Regions from separate parts of the Sus scrofa genome. Here all the other regions are linked to region 2. The links are chromatin contacts, called in public Hi-C and targeted proximity ligation maps. All regions are on one chromosome and are shown on one strand. The core of a region is the stretch at or near the end of the contact, and the rest is flanking DNA. Distances in the headings are between cores, read along the strand shown.

Evidence for each region. Hi-C and Micro-C count contacts between places; a contact is called where the count stands out from the background.
Region 1: a contact with region 2 is called in a Hi-C map of liver, with 6 times the contacts expected there. A contact is called at or near these places in 3 of 47 Hi-C or Micro-C datasets (heart right ventricle and liver) and 1 of 2 datasets of targeted methods (skeletal muscle).
Region 3: a targeted proximity ligation map of skeletal muscle shows a contact between it and region 2, with 4 times the contacts expected there. A contact is called at or near these places in 1 of 5 promoter capture datasets (liver), 14 of 47 Hi-C or Micro-C datasets (embryonic fibroblasts, epiblast stem cells, fetal heart ventricle and 7 more) and 1 of 2 datasets of targeted methods (skeletal muscle).

What each region holds. Positions count from the first base shown.
Region 1 is chr5:100,507,552-100,511,341 of Sscrofa11.1, forward strand. No RefSeq gene overlaps it. Among named protein-coding and RNA genes, the nearest start is that of LIN7A, 24 kb to the right of the region's middle.
Region 2 is chr5:100,283,234-100,287,252 of Sscrofa11.1, forward strand. ACSS3 (acyl-CoA synthetase short-chain family member 3, mitochondrial) reads right to left here. Exons shown (of 16, transcript XM_003481763.4): 14 at 1-95. Among named protein-coding and RNA genes, the nearest start is that of ACSS3, 140 kb to the right of the region's middle.
Region 3 is chr5:100,426,684-100,430,692 of Sscrofa11.1, forward strand. ACSS3 (acyl-CoA synthetase short-chain family member 3, mitochondrial) reads right to left here and starts at 2,546. Exons shown (of 16, transcript XM_003481763.4): 1 at 1,985-2,546. The coding sequence starts at 2,292. It overlaps LOC102165555 (a long non-coding RNA gene), which reads left to right and starts at 2,769. Exons shown (of 8, transcript XR_001308922.2): 1 at 2,769-2,901.

The DNA.
Region 1 (3,790 bases), core at 115-2,614, 220 kb after region 2:
AGTAGGTATAAAGCATACCAATTACACAGGTTTGCTATGAACACTAAATAAATATATATATATATATATATATCTGAAAACAGGTAAAATGGTGCCCATTATATTGTATGTTTTTAGAAATTTTTCTCTTGTCATAAGCTTTGTTCTTGCCTTCATTCATTCACTTTTGAATTGTAGAAGTGGTAGCCTGTGAACTACATTTGCCTTTCTTGTTGGGTTCAGAATTTTGGAAATAAAGAACAAGAGAGACGCCATCTTTCCTTCCTACGGAGATGCCTTCAGTAGAAGCGGTAGCGGCTCCTTCGGTGGGAGTGTGGCTCCTGGGTATCCACTCAGCTGCAGTAATAGCAGGGACATAGCCTTCATCAGAGTAGTGGCCAGACAAAGCTTCAGCCCAGGAATAGTGCCGGCTTTGGATCAAAGGACAAAGCACTGTACCCTTGGGTTCACCAGCTTTTCTAATAATTTTTAAACTAATTCCATGCATCAAATTTCTTTACACTTGAAATATCTAGAGTGGTTTCTCTGTTTTTTTTTTCTGACTGATGGGCACAGTTATTAATATTTTATTTATTATTTCCATTATTAATATCAATATAGTATCAACATTATTATTAAGTCATTTGAAACATTATCTACAAACCAAAAGTCTGGCAGCACAGCTTTTTAACCAACTTTTCCGAACGACTACTGTAGCCCCTTTTTCTACAGACTTCATTCTTGACCCCGAAGCAGATGTAATGAATAATCAATAGTTACAGGAACTGGTATATACGTTCAATACACCACTGTAGGTTTATACTTATCACTGATCAACAGCCTAGTGGATGGAGAGATGTATGTCCTTTGGCACCAGTCTAAGAAAGATCATATTACCTTGGAGAAACAGATTTTGAATAATTAGAAAAATCTGTAATCAATAATAGAGCTCTTATGTCCGGTATCAAACATATCCAGAAATATTGTGTGATTAACCTTTAATACAGCTGGAAGGAGAGAACATGTACCACACAGGTAACTTTCTTTCATAGCTGAAGAAAATGAAGTTTATTTCCAATAGCTGAACTGCCTTGGTAAGGGAAACTTTGATCAATGGATTATAGAATCATAGAAGGAATTGTGAATATGAGGGCTTAAAACTGGGAAATAACTGGAAAAAAGTAGTCCAGAAAACAAAATTGGTATAGAGGGAAATGGACTTAAAATATTCTAAGAAACCAGCCTGGCTCACCCTTTTCCTTGGTTCTACTGCTTCCCTTACTTTAAGGGTTTAATTCTGTCTTGAAATTGTCATACTGCGCTTTCCTCATTATATTCCTCTGTTAGTCTCTGGGGAAGACCGTTGCTGAATTTGTCATCTCTGTACTCTGGTGTTTGCTGGCAAACAAGAGACTCATTACACAGTTGCGCAACATAGCTGGCCATGAACCCTGTTAGCTGGGAAAATGTCTTTACTTTGAATGACTCTTTCCAACAGCATATTTCAACCTTGGCTAGGTTGATTCTTTATTAATAACCTAATTTATACTATATAACAAGTGACTAAAAGTAAGTAAGATTGATATCCAGGACAGGATATAAACCAGCAACATTGTTACAGTGACACCACTTGAGACGTAGGATTAGTCTAGACGTGAGACTTTCTGGAAGCTGAAAAAAACAAAAACAAAAATCAGAGAACAGCTGGAGTAGAATTTGAAAAAGTATTGACCAGAGCCAGCAGGGCAAAAGGAAAATAACATTGTCTTTGTAACCAGACCACTTGAGCTCAGTCCCAGACTCTTCACTCTAGGGATGAATTCATATCCTATTTATCAGCCTCTCCTTTTCCCGCTCCCTCTGCTTGTCATAAACAGACAGCACACAAGCCACACCTACAGTTTATATTGGAAGTCAGCCCATGATGACCTGCAGGCCAAATTCAGCTGTCAGATAAAGTTTTATTGGAAAGCAGGCACATCCATTTGTTTACGTATTTTCTATGGCTGCTTTTTCATGTGAAAGGCAGTTTAGTAGTTGTGAGAGGTGATATGGCTGCAAATCCTAAAATACATACTTTTTGGCCCACAGCACAAAATGTGTGCTAATTTCTGGCCTTAGATAATAGTAGAAGCTCAAGAATTTTAGTCCCATTTGTTTAGCTAGAAAAAATATGACAGAACATCTAGTGCCTAGATCTTGGTTTCTAATAAAAGGAACCAGGGCTCCTTGGAGAAATGTCTGATACTAGGGCTGAGGCAAGAAATATACAGGATGAGCCTGGAACATCTTATGTAGCCACAAAGTAAAGAAATGCAAAAAATAAAAAAACTAAACAAAAATAGGAGGATATCGACAGGACACAGGAGACAAATGAAGTGCTCTCAATGCCCAAAGGTGGAAATTCTGAGTAAATACATGCATACTTGCATACCTATATATTCTATTGGATTATAGCTCAAAATCTAGAATAAATCTCCATGAATCCATACTAAAACCAAAGGTACCTTGTAAAAGAGAATTACAGGCCAGTATCACTGATGAACAGAGACACAAAAATTCTCAACAAAATACTAGCAAACCAAATCCAAAATATTTTCTAGGCAAAGCCAGAGTGATTCTAAATGTTCTTTTCTATTATATCAGAGGAAACAATCAAAGTCACTGATTTGTGGTTAACTATATCCCTAACAATAATAATAATAATATGTCTTGTGAAGGGACTATCATAGGTCTTCTAATGATTGCATAGCTTCCTTATCTTCAAACAGATTGAAAAAGATATTTCCCAAGGATTAAATCAGGATCTGTCATTTTGCTTGTAGCATCAGAGGCCCAAGGTATCAGTGGTACTTTATTCCAACATGACTTGACATAGCCCTTGTGAAATATCAGTTTCTCTTTCAGTAAGATTTCCAGTATGGCTTAATTTGGCTTAACCATCATTTTATAAGTAAGCATGTTGTCACAGATTTAAAATGCTTCAGATGACGACTTTGGATTTCTTGGCTTAAATTTTTAAAGCATTCAAAGTTTAGCAGTCTCTGCAATGAACTGTGTCAATTTTAGATGTATTCTTGACATAAACTTGTCCTTGCATTTCAGGCTTCACATTATAAGCTGCAGGTTTTCAACCTGGGAAATAGGTATTTATTTGGTAAACATGTTTACAGTGTAGACTATTTTTTTTTCCTTTAAATGTAGGAAAAACTTGTTTTCTTTCTTATTTTGCTGATTCCTTTCCTCCAAATGTACAAATGAACTGCCAATCTATTGTATTGCTCACTCTGATTCCTCAAACATTGTACCAACTCTTTACTGCTTTGGGGTAGTTTCCAAAATACAATACTTGAGTGAAATATGTCCCCAGTAGATTTTACCTTTAACTGTGTCCTCTATTTTTTTTTGTACTGCTATTATATAGAAACTCTGAATGACTTTATTATATTTCAGAGCATGACTGTTATTTCCTGCTATTTTTGTTTTTTCTACTTGAAATAGAGCTTATTTTTCTAGCATTTTTAGAATTGAAACCCATTAGTTACATATGCAAAAGCTGCATAAATTTTCAAGTAAAATATTTTAGCATAGTATATTACCGTGAGAGAGAAAAAAAAAACATATTTGGAACTCTTTCTTCATTTTATTCTGCTTTGTTGGATCTGTGTGGTGAAATAATTCCTGTATCTAAATATATAAGATATGGTTATCCAAATACAATAACTGTTCAAGTGTTTTCTGCCAAATATTTAAATAGACATTTTGTTTTAGAATATGTTTAGATTTATAGGACAATTACAAAAGAGAACAG
Region 2 (4,019 bases), core at 1,163-3,662:
CTCAACACGCAGAGGGCTAGTGGCACATGGCCTTTCAAAGGATCCTCCTTGCCCACGACAGCACAGTCCGCCACGGTGCCATGGGAAAGGAGAGACTGCAATTTTAAAAGAGCATTCTTTGAGAATATCTATACACACACACACACACACACACGATATATGCATTTTCAACTGGGAACCAAGCACACGTCAGAAAACTCCGAAACCCACTGCTGCCTCTGTGCAGTTACTGCCAAGTCGTCGTGCACACCACTGGACCCGCGGGGAACGGTCAGAATCCCCGTGGTAGTCACTGGCTAAAGGCTGACAGTAATTAAGACAAATTGCTGCGCTTACCTGGAAAGTAAGGCAATTATTTCGTCATCTCAATGGTTTATTAATGAAGCCAGGGAAACTGCCGTGGAGACCACTTGGGAACAAACGGCAACAGGCCTCAGAAGCAGATGGCCTCAGGGTGGCTTGGCTTCAGTGCTGGCTGCCATAAGGACACCTTCCAGAGAACTCAAGGCAGCCCCATCCATAAACAGTGATTTTATTTCTGCCTCTGTCACCGAGCAATAAACAGCACACCTCTTTTTTTTTTGTTTGTTTTTTTGAGTGACCACCCATCACAGACGATTTTCCAAACTGGAGAAGCAGCTAGACGTAGAGTGAAGACCTGACATCAGACAATCACCACTGTTGAGAAACTATTTTCATACTGTTCACTCTAAGCTCTAAATGCCTCAAAGGAGAAACAGATATAGAATCACAAGAACCCACAGAATGGAGTGACCACATGAAATACGGAAGCTTAGGGTTAATTTTTTTTTTTTTTTTTTTTTTGTCCTGTGATGGGACTTTTAAAAATGGTGAGGGAGTTCCTGCTGTGGCTTAGCTGGCTAAGAACCTGACTAGTTTCCATGATGATGTGGGTTCAATCCCCAGCCTCTCTCAGTGGTCTCAGTGGGTAAGCATCCAGTGTTGCCGCAAGCTGCAGCTCACGTCAAAGATGCAGCTCGGATCTGGCGTGGCTGTGGCTGTGGCTGTGGCTGTGGTGTAGACCAGCAGCTGTAGTTCTGATTTGACTCCTAGCCTGGGAACTTCCACATGCCACAGGTGCAGCCTCTCCCCAGCCCCCCCAAAAAAAGGTCAAAGTCCTTTTCTGAGAGATTAATGTATATTTTGGTGGCTGGAGAAGAGAGTGAACGCATGTCACAATCAGCTCGTCTGCCAATCCTTCTTTCTCCTCCCATTCACTAATCCAGCAAACGTTTCCTAAATATCTCTGATTTTCCAACCTCCAGAGTTAATGCTAGGCTGCGTGGTGAGCAAAGACAGGCTGAGTCCTGTCTTGTGGTGCTTACAGCCGGGGAGGGGAGGGGGGTATTAATAAATAACCATGAATAATTATTCTAAATATCTCAATATAACAGTGGTAGAGGCTCTGGGGAAATAACTTGGGTTTTTAACACGAGAGCAAAAGCCATCAACTTGGCAGAAGAACGTGATTCTCAGGGCAGCCTTCCCGGACGAACTGACAACGCGCTCGGGTCTAAAGGGTCTGGAGACAGGGGTGAGGCACGGAGGAGGGCGCAGGCCCCTTGGCAAGACCGGGCCTGTAGTGTTCACATTTAAATGAGAGCAGCAGAGAGCCAGAGAGCCAAGGGGGCAAGAGGAAATGAAGCGGCAGAGGTGGAGAAGGACTATGCCAAGGTGGCACTGGGGAGCTCATAAAGCCCTTTCGAGAGGAAAGGAGGGGATGCGAGATTAGAACGGATGTTTTTAGAGTCGTTTTAGAGTCACAGAAAAACTGAGCAGCAAGGAAGGGGTTCCCATGTATCTCTCTCCCCCACTTACCCACAGCCTCCCCCAACGAGAACCCTCGCCTTAGAGGTACAGTCATGACAACGATGGCCACTGGGACACATCATTATCACCCATCATCCATAGGTGACATGAGACGTCCCTCTCGGTGTTGCATTCTCTCTGGGTCTCATGCCACGTGTCCATGAAGACAGAATTTCACAGAATAGTTGCCCTGCCCTAAAAATCCCCTGTGCTCTGCCTATTCACCCCTGACCTCCTGGGAACTTCTGGCAACCACTGAGTTTTTCTACTATCTCCAAAGTCCTCTGCTGTTACTCTAGCTGGAGTCACACAGTCTGTGGTCGTCACAGATGGCCTCTCTCACTTCAGAATGGACGCGAAACACACAGACGGACTTCGGTTTCACGGTGAAGAATAAACAGAGGGTCAGCGAGGGTGAGTGTCACGGTTTTTGCAGGGAAACCGCTGCCGAGGCTGCCCACAGGGCACTGAGGTTACGGTCGCGGGTATAAAAAGATCACAGTGTTTCTTTAGAGACACACTGAGGAAAACTGGTTAAGCTGGATATGAAGCAAGAAGTCAGAGGGGTTACATGTGACTCTGTGGTTTTTGGCTTGAGCAGCTGGTTGGATGGTGGTATCATTTTCTAAGCCAGAGACCGAGAGTGAGGGCGAGGCTTGCGAGAAACGAGCCTGTATTGAGTTGGAGATACTCCAGGGACGTCTCTCTCAGACATCCAGGTCGAGGCAACTGGATGTGAGAAGAGCCTTAATCTGGAGATCGGAATGCCATTAATGAGGAGAGTAATGGACCTATAGCACGGATGAAATTGTCTGAGGAGAAAGTTGTGAAAAGAAAAGATCAAAGTCAAAGACGACCACATGCAATGACGATATAAGAAAAGAAACGCTAACAGACTCAACTGAAAAGGCACAGTCCTCAGAGAGGGAGGAGAAAAACCAACACAATCAGGGACCTGCTATCAAAAAGCCCAAACTTTCCATCCCAGATGAAAAACTTATTATTATTTTTTTTTAGATGAAGCCAAGCTGAAAATGAGCTTTCTTTTCTCTGACCTCCTAGAAGACTCAGTGACCTGCCAGACATTGGGGTCAAACCCAGTGTCCTACCCCCCAATGCCCCTAACTCAGCATCGCCCCTAATCCTCTAGTCAGCATCAGCCGCAAAGCAATCATTCAGAGCTGCCCTCCGTGCAGCTTTTGGCTCCTACCGTGCTAGGGATAGTGCATGGCCAATAAATGGATACTCTGGTCCTGTATGTGCCACCGGCTTCATTGCCGAGGAGAGGTGTCCAGGCCCTCTTCGCTGAAATTGGGCCTGACTCAAAACCTACGAAACGCATCCTACGCAGACCATAAACCACCACCTTCTCTCCCTGCTTCGGGTCAGCTCTCGGAACGGCGTCCACAGCTCTCCCCTTTTTAAGGTCTTGTTTACGTCTCAGCCCATGTGTGCAGGATGGAGACACACTTTCTTGCCAGAGCTGGGCTTCTGGCAGGGAGGGCTGTCTGTCCATCACGAGCCCACGGCAGAGAACCTGGTCTGCGGCAGGGAGGTCCCAGACTCGGTCAGTCCAATCTTTTAATCCCAACTCAGTCTCCCCTTAGAGTAGGGTAAAAAGCACGTCTCGGTCAGTCCAATCTTTTAATCCCAACTCAGTCCCCTTAGAGTAGGGTAAAAAGCACGTCTCGGTCAGTCCAATCTTTTAATCCCAACTCAGTCTCCCCTTAGAGTAGGGTAAAAAGCACGTGTACACAGCTAACCAGAGGATTAACGGTCAAAGCCCACTCACTAAAGCGTTGTTCACTCGTGCTGTGAGCCGCTATACCTCAATTTTTAAACTGCCAAGGTAGGCGTTCAATATTTACATATCAGAATATTGTGTGACCTATCCAGTGTGACCATAATTTTAACTAACGAAACTGAACATCAGAACTTCTGGTGTGCCATTCTTTCACCTTGCTATTTCAATTTCACCATGTTTGCATCCTGAGCCTTAGTGTTTTTAGAATTTGGTGGGAAAATGCTGGCTGGTTTTCCCTAAGGGCAGAGAGGATTTTAAATCACAAGTAAAATACACAACACAATTCCTTATGATGTCAAAGTTTCAGGAGTTCCCATCGTGGCACAGCGGTTAACGAATCCAACTAGGAACCATGAGGTTGCGGGTTCGATCCCTGGCCTTGCTC
Region 3 (4,009 bases), core at 1,296-3,795, 140 kb after region 2:
CGCCTCGACTTCCACATTCTCTGCAATTCCTTGAGCCCTTACCGATTTCAACTAATCTTCTAGAAACCTGTCCTTTCCTTTTCATTGCCACTGCCACTGCCTTAGGTCTGACCCTCCCTGGTTTTTACTTGGAACATCCCAGTGACTTTTTTTTTGCTTTTTAGGGCTGCATCGCAGCATATGGAGGTTCCCAGGCTAAGGGTCCAATCAGAGCTGCGGCCAGCTGACGCAGAGCCACAGCAACATCAGATCTGAGCGGTGTCTGCAACCTACACCTCAGCTCACAGCAACCTGGGATCCTTCCCCTACTGAGCCAGGCCAGGGATGGAACCCGCAACCTCATGGTTCCTAGTGGGATTCATTTCCACTGCACCACCATGGCAACTCCCCCAGTGACTTCTTGAGTTCTCTGCACACAGTTTTATGGGAAGGATAGTACCATACTTTACGACAGATACGTGGGCACATACTTTGGAGAACACATTCGTAGACAAGACAATAATGTGTTTTTTGATCTGAGAAACACTAGGCAGATTTCCTCCATGAAACTGGAAAAGAGCTATTCTTGCTCTAACCTGTGCAGGGTCTATATCATTTGAGACAGTGGTCTTAATCCTTCACCAAGTTAACTGTCTTACTAGTTCCACATTTATATATGAGAAAACTGAAGTACAGAGAGGTTAAGTAACCTGCCTATGAACACACAGCTAGTACCTCCAAGAGTCAAACCTCGAACCCAGAATTCTGGCACCAGAGATCATTCTCTGAACCATTAGGCGTCTCCCCAAGTAGGAACTATGTAGTATTCTCTGGTGCATATCCAGTGTCTGGGTCCCCGCCACACAGGTAAGAAAGGATCAGTTAAACAGTACTGAAAAAACTGAACAGGATGGGGAAATGTGCTTGGGTTCTGAAGGTAAAACCATGTAAACAGCTCCAACCACTCAGGAGAAGATAAGACACGGTGGTGACACAGGACAGGCTCTGGTGGTGACGCTCTTCTCCAAGTTCCCTGTTCCCAACAAGGAGACACTTGTTGAATGCAAGCCTGACCCTGTCATTCCCCCAGCTGGGAACTTGGAAAGGGTTCTGGGAAAGCCCATGTGCTCTTCTGAAAACTTGTACAGGAAACACTGTTCCCTAATGGCTGGCATTTGAGAGTTACCACACTCTTAGGGGCTAGGCACGCCGCCCAAAGGGCAGCCACAACTCCTGAGTTCTAGCCTGAGTGACCCAACCTTAACATACTGGCAAATATGGCATGTATTCTACAATGTATCTCCGTTTGCGCTAATACAGAAAGAATGTTTTTAACTACTTATGACTGCAATTCTAGAATTAAAAAAAAAAAAGTTATTCTGACCACCTGCCTCCAGGTGCATTCCTTCTGGGTGCCCCACACTGCAGCTTCATATATGGGACAGGGCTATGGATCTAACCTGTCCCACAGTGATTCACAAACCACATCGACAGTCAAATTTCAACCTGAGTTCCACCTCCTGGACTTCAATAATTCGGACCTTGTGGACTTTGAGAAAACATATGCATCCTTCCAAACCCAACTTAGGGGCGAGCTTAGTGAAGTCTCTGCTCAACTCTCTTCCTTCCCGCAGTGTGCAGGGACTTCCTAACATGCCCCTAAAGTATCAGTCTGCTTTCGGTTGTTTACGTGGCCGCCCCCTCCCCCCCCGCGAGACTGTGCTGTCCCGGTAACGGGCTCCGGCTTTAGGCCACTTCACGGCGCAGAGCCCAGCCGGGCAGGTAGATCGCGGGTCTACAGGAAGCTGGGCTCCCAACACGTAACCGCGTCTCTCAAGACAAGGCAAGAAAGCTGACTATGGAATTGAAATGAAACCCAAATTAAAAGTTCTCAACACATCTCCGGCCTTACTCTCGTTCCCCAAAGAACTCCAGGTTCACGCGCAGGGGACGCCGAGCCTGGGCGCCCAAGAGAAACGGCGGCGGAGGCGGAGGAGCCACTCACCAACTGGTGGAAGACGAATGTCTGTTCTCCAGCGTTTTGGTCCACGGCTTGTACCAGCTAATCTGCTCCGCGGCTTTGCCCCAGAACCTCTCGGGGTCGGCCACCGAGGCCGCGAAGTGGCGCTTGTACTCGCCGCAGCTCGAGGACAGCACCCGGCAGCCCCGGCCCGCGAGAGCTCCCCGCGGGCCGGGGGCCACGAACGCTCTGCGGGCCAGGCCGGCTCCCCGAGCGGGAGAGGACGCGGGCAGGGCCCCCCCGAGTCCCCCGGCGCCGGTGACTTTGCGACACTGCAACCACGACGGCTTCATCGTCGCTGCCGCCGGCGTCCCCCTGCTTGCAGGCTGCGCTGCCCGCGGTCCCGAGCGCCCTCCTGGGGCGACCCCTGGGGCGCTCGCGACGCTCCGGGGCCCGAGGGGAGCGAGCGGGAAGCGGGGGCAAATTCCGAGGTGTCCCGGAGCCCGGGAGTTTGAAAGTCCCCCTAGAGTCGCCGGGAAAAACCGACCTGGAGCGACGGGGGAAGAAGCCACAGGCTGCCGCGGGCGGGGCGGGGCGGGCGGGGGTCCCGACGTCCCGGGGGCGGGGCCGGGGGCGGGGCGGGCGGGGTCCCGACGCCCCGGGGCGGGGCCGGGGCGGGGCGGGCGGGGTCCCGACGCCCCGGGGGCGGGGCCGGGGCGGGGCGGGCGGGGGTCCCGGCGCCCCGGGGGCGGGGCCGGGGGCGGGGCGGGCGAGGGTCCCGACGCCCCGGGGGCGGGGCCGGGCCGGGGCGGGCGGGGGTCCCGGCGCCCCGGGGGCGGGCCGGGGGCGGGGCGCCGAGCACGGCGCCGCGGGAAACCCAGCCTCCGGCGGCGCCCACGCCGCCCCTCCGCCGGGAACAAACGCCTTCCAATCGAAAGACCGTCTCCCGGGTACCCCTAAAGGTGAGGCCGGCGGACCCACCTCACTCTCAGGTTTACAACAAACCAGTTTCGCGCAGCGCCTCCGGCGGGATCTTTGGAGCGCGAGCGGGTGCCCGCGGCCCGGCCTCTGGCCTGCCGCCGGGAACCACCGAGCTGGGCGCCGCGGCCCGGGCCCCTGCAGTGTCACCTTTTATTTATTATTTTTTACACAATGCTCCATTTAAAAAAACGAGTGGTTCCAGGGCAGGGACTGCTCCAGGATTTCCTGATAGCTGAGAGAGGAGGAGTGAAGGGAGGTTGCCCAACTTATAGTGAAGAGCCGGATGGGAGTGATTGAGAAGCCGTAGGGGAGAGGGAACCCAGTGGGGATGCGAATGCACCTGCGGACTAGACCCCCCACAGGCTCCAGGCAGAAAGCTGAAGACTTGTTGCTTTTCCCTCCCTTCCCATTTGCCTCTTTGGAGTTTTTTTGGCTGTTTTTTGATTGGGGGGGGGGAATGAAGCCAAAAGCAAGAGCAAAGTCAAGATGAAATGAATCCCGAGAGAAAAAGAGGAACCTGAGGAAAATTAAAAGAGATACTCGGTTTAATTACTGTCGCGGTTTAATCTTCTTCAAACTCCTTCACTGGTTTTTTTTACCCCCGTGAGGTTCCGATAGGATCTCGTTTGCTTTCTGTTACACCAAACACACTCTTTTTTTGTGTGATAGTATTTGCACCTGTAAATAAATATGTGCGTTCCGAACTCCGAAGTGAGAAATAATGAACGAGCAGATCCTAGGAAGAGTGTAAACCTGAGAAGCTGTAAACAGATTGTTTTCTGCAGGAAAGAATAATGTGGAGATAAAGGTTAAACAGAACAGAGATAACTCTATTGCAAAACAGAGACTATTTCTTCAAATAATCACTCCAACTAAGAAACAAGGCCCTAGAGGCTTCCGTAACACCTGCAGCCTACTCTCTTCCAAAGGCCTCCTGGCAAGTGATTTTCATTAGCAAAAGGCCCTTGTCCCTATTTAAATGCAGAGAAAATTACCAAGGGCTGTAATGGCGTAGCCCGCTCCTTTCCTCTGCCCAGGTGTGTACTGCTACTGCCAGGAGGCCTAGATCTTCTGACCGCCCAAACCATC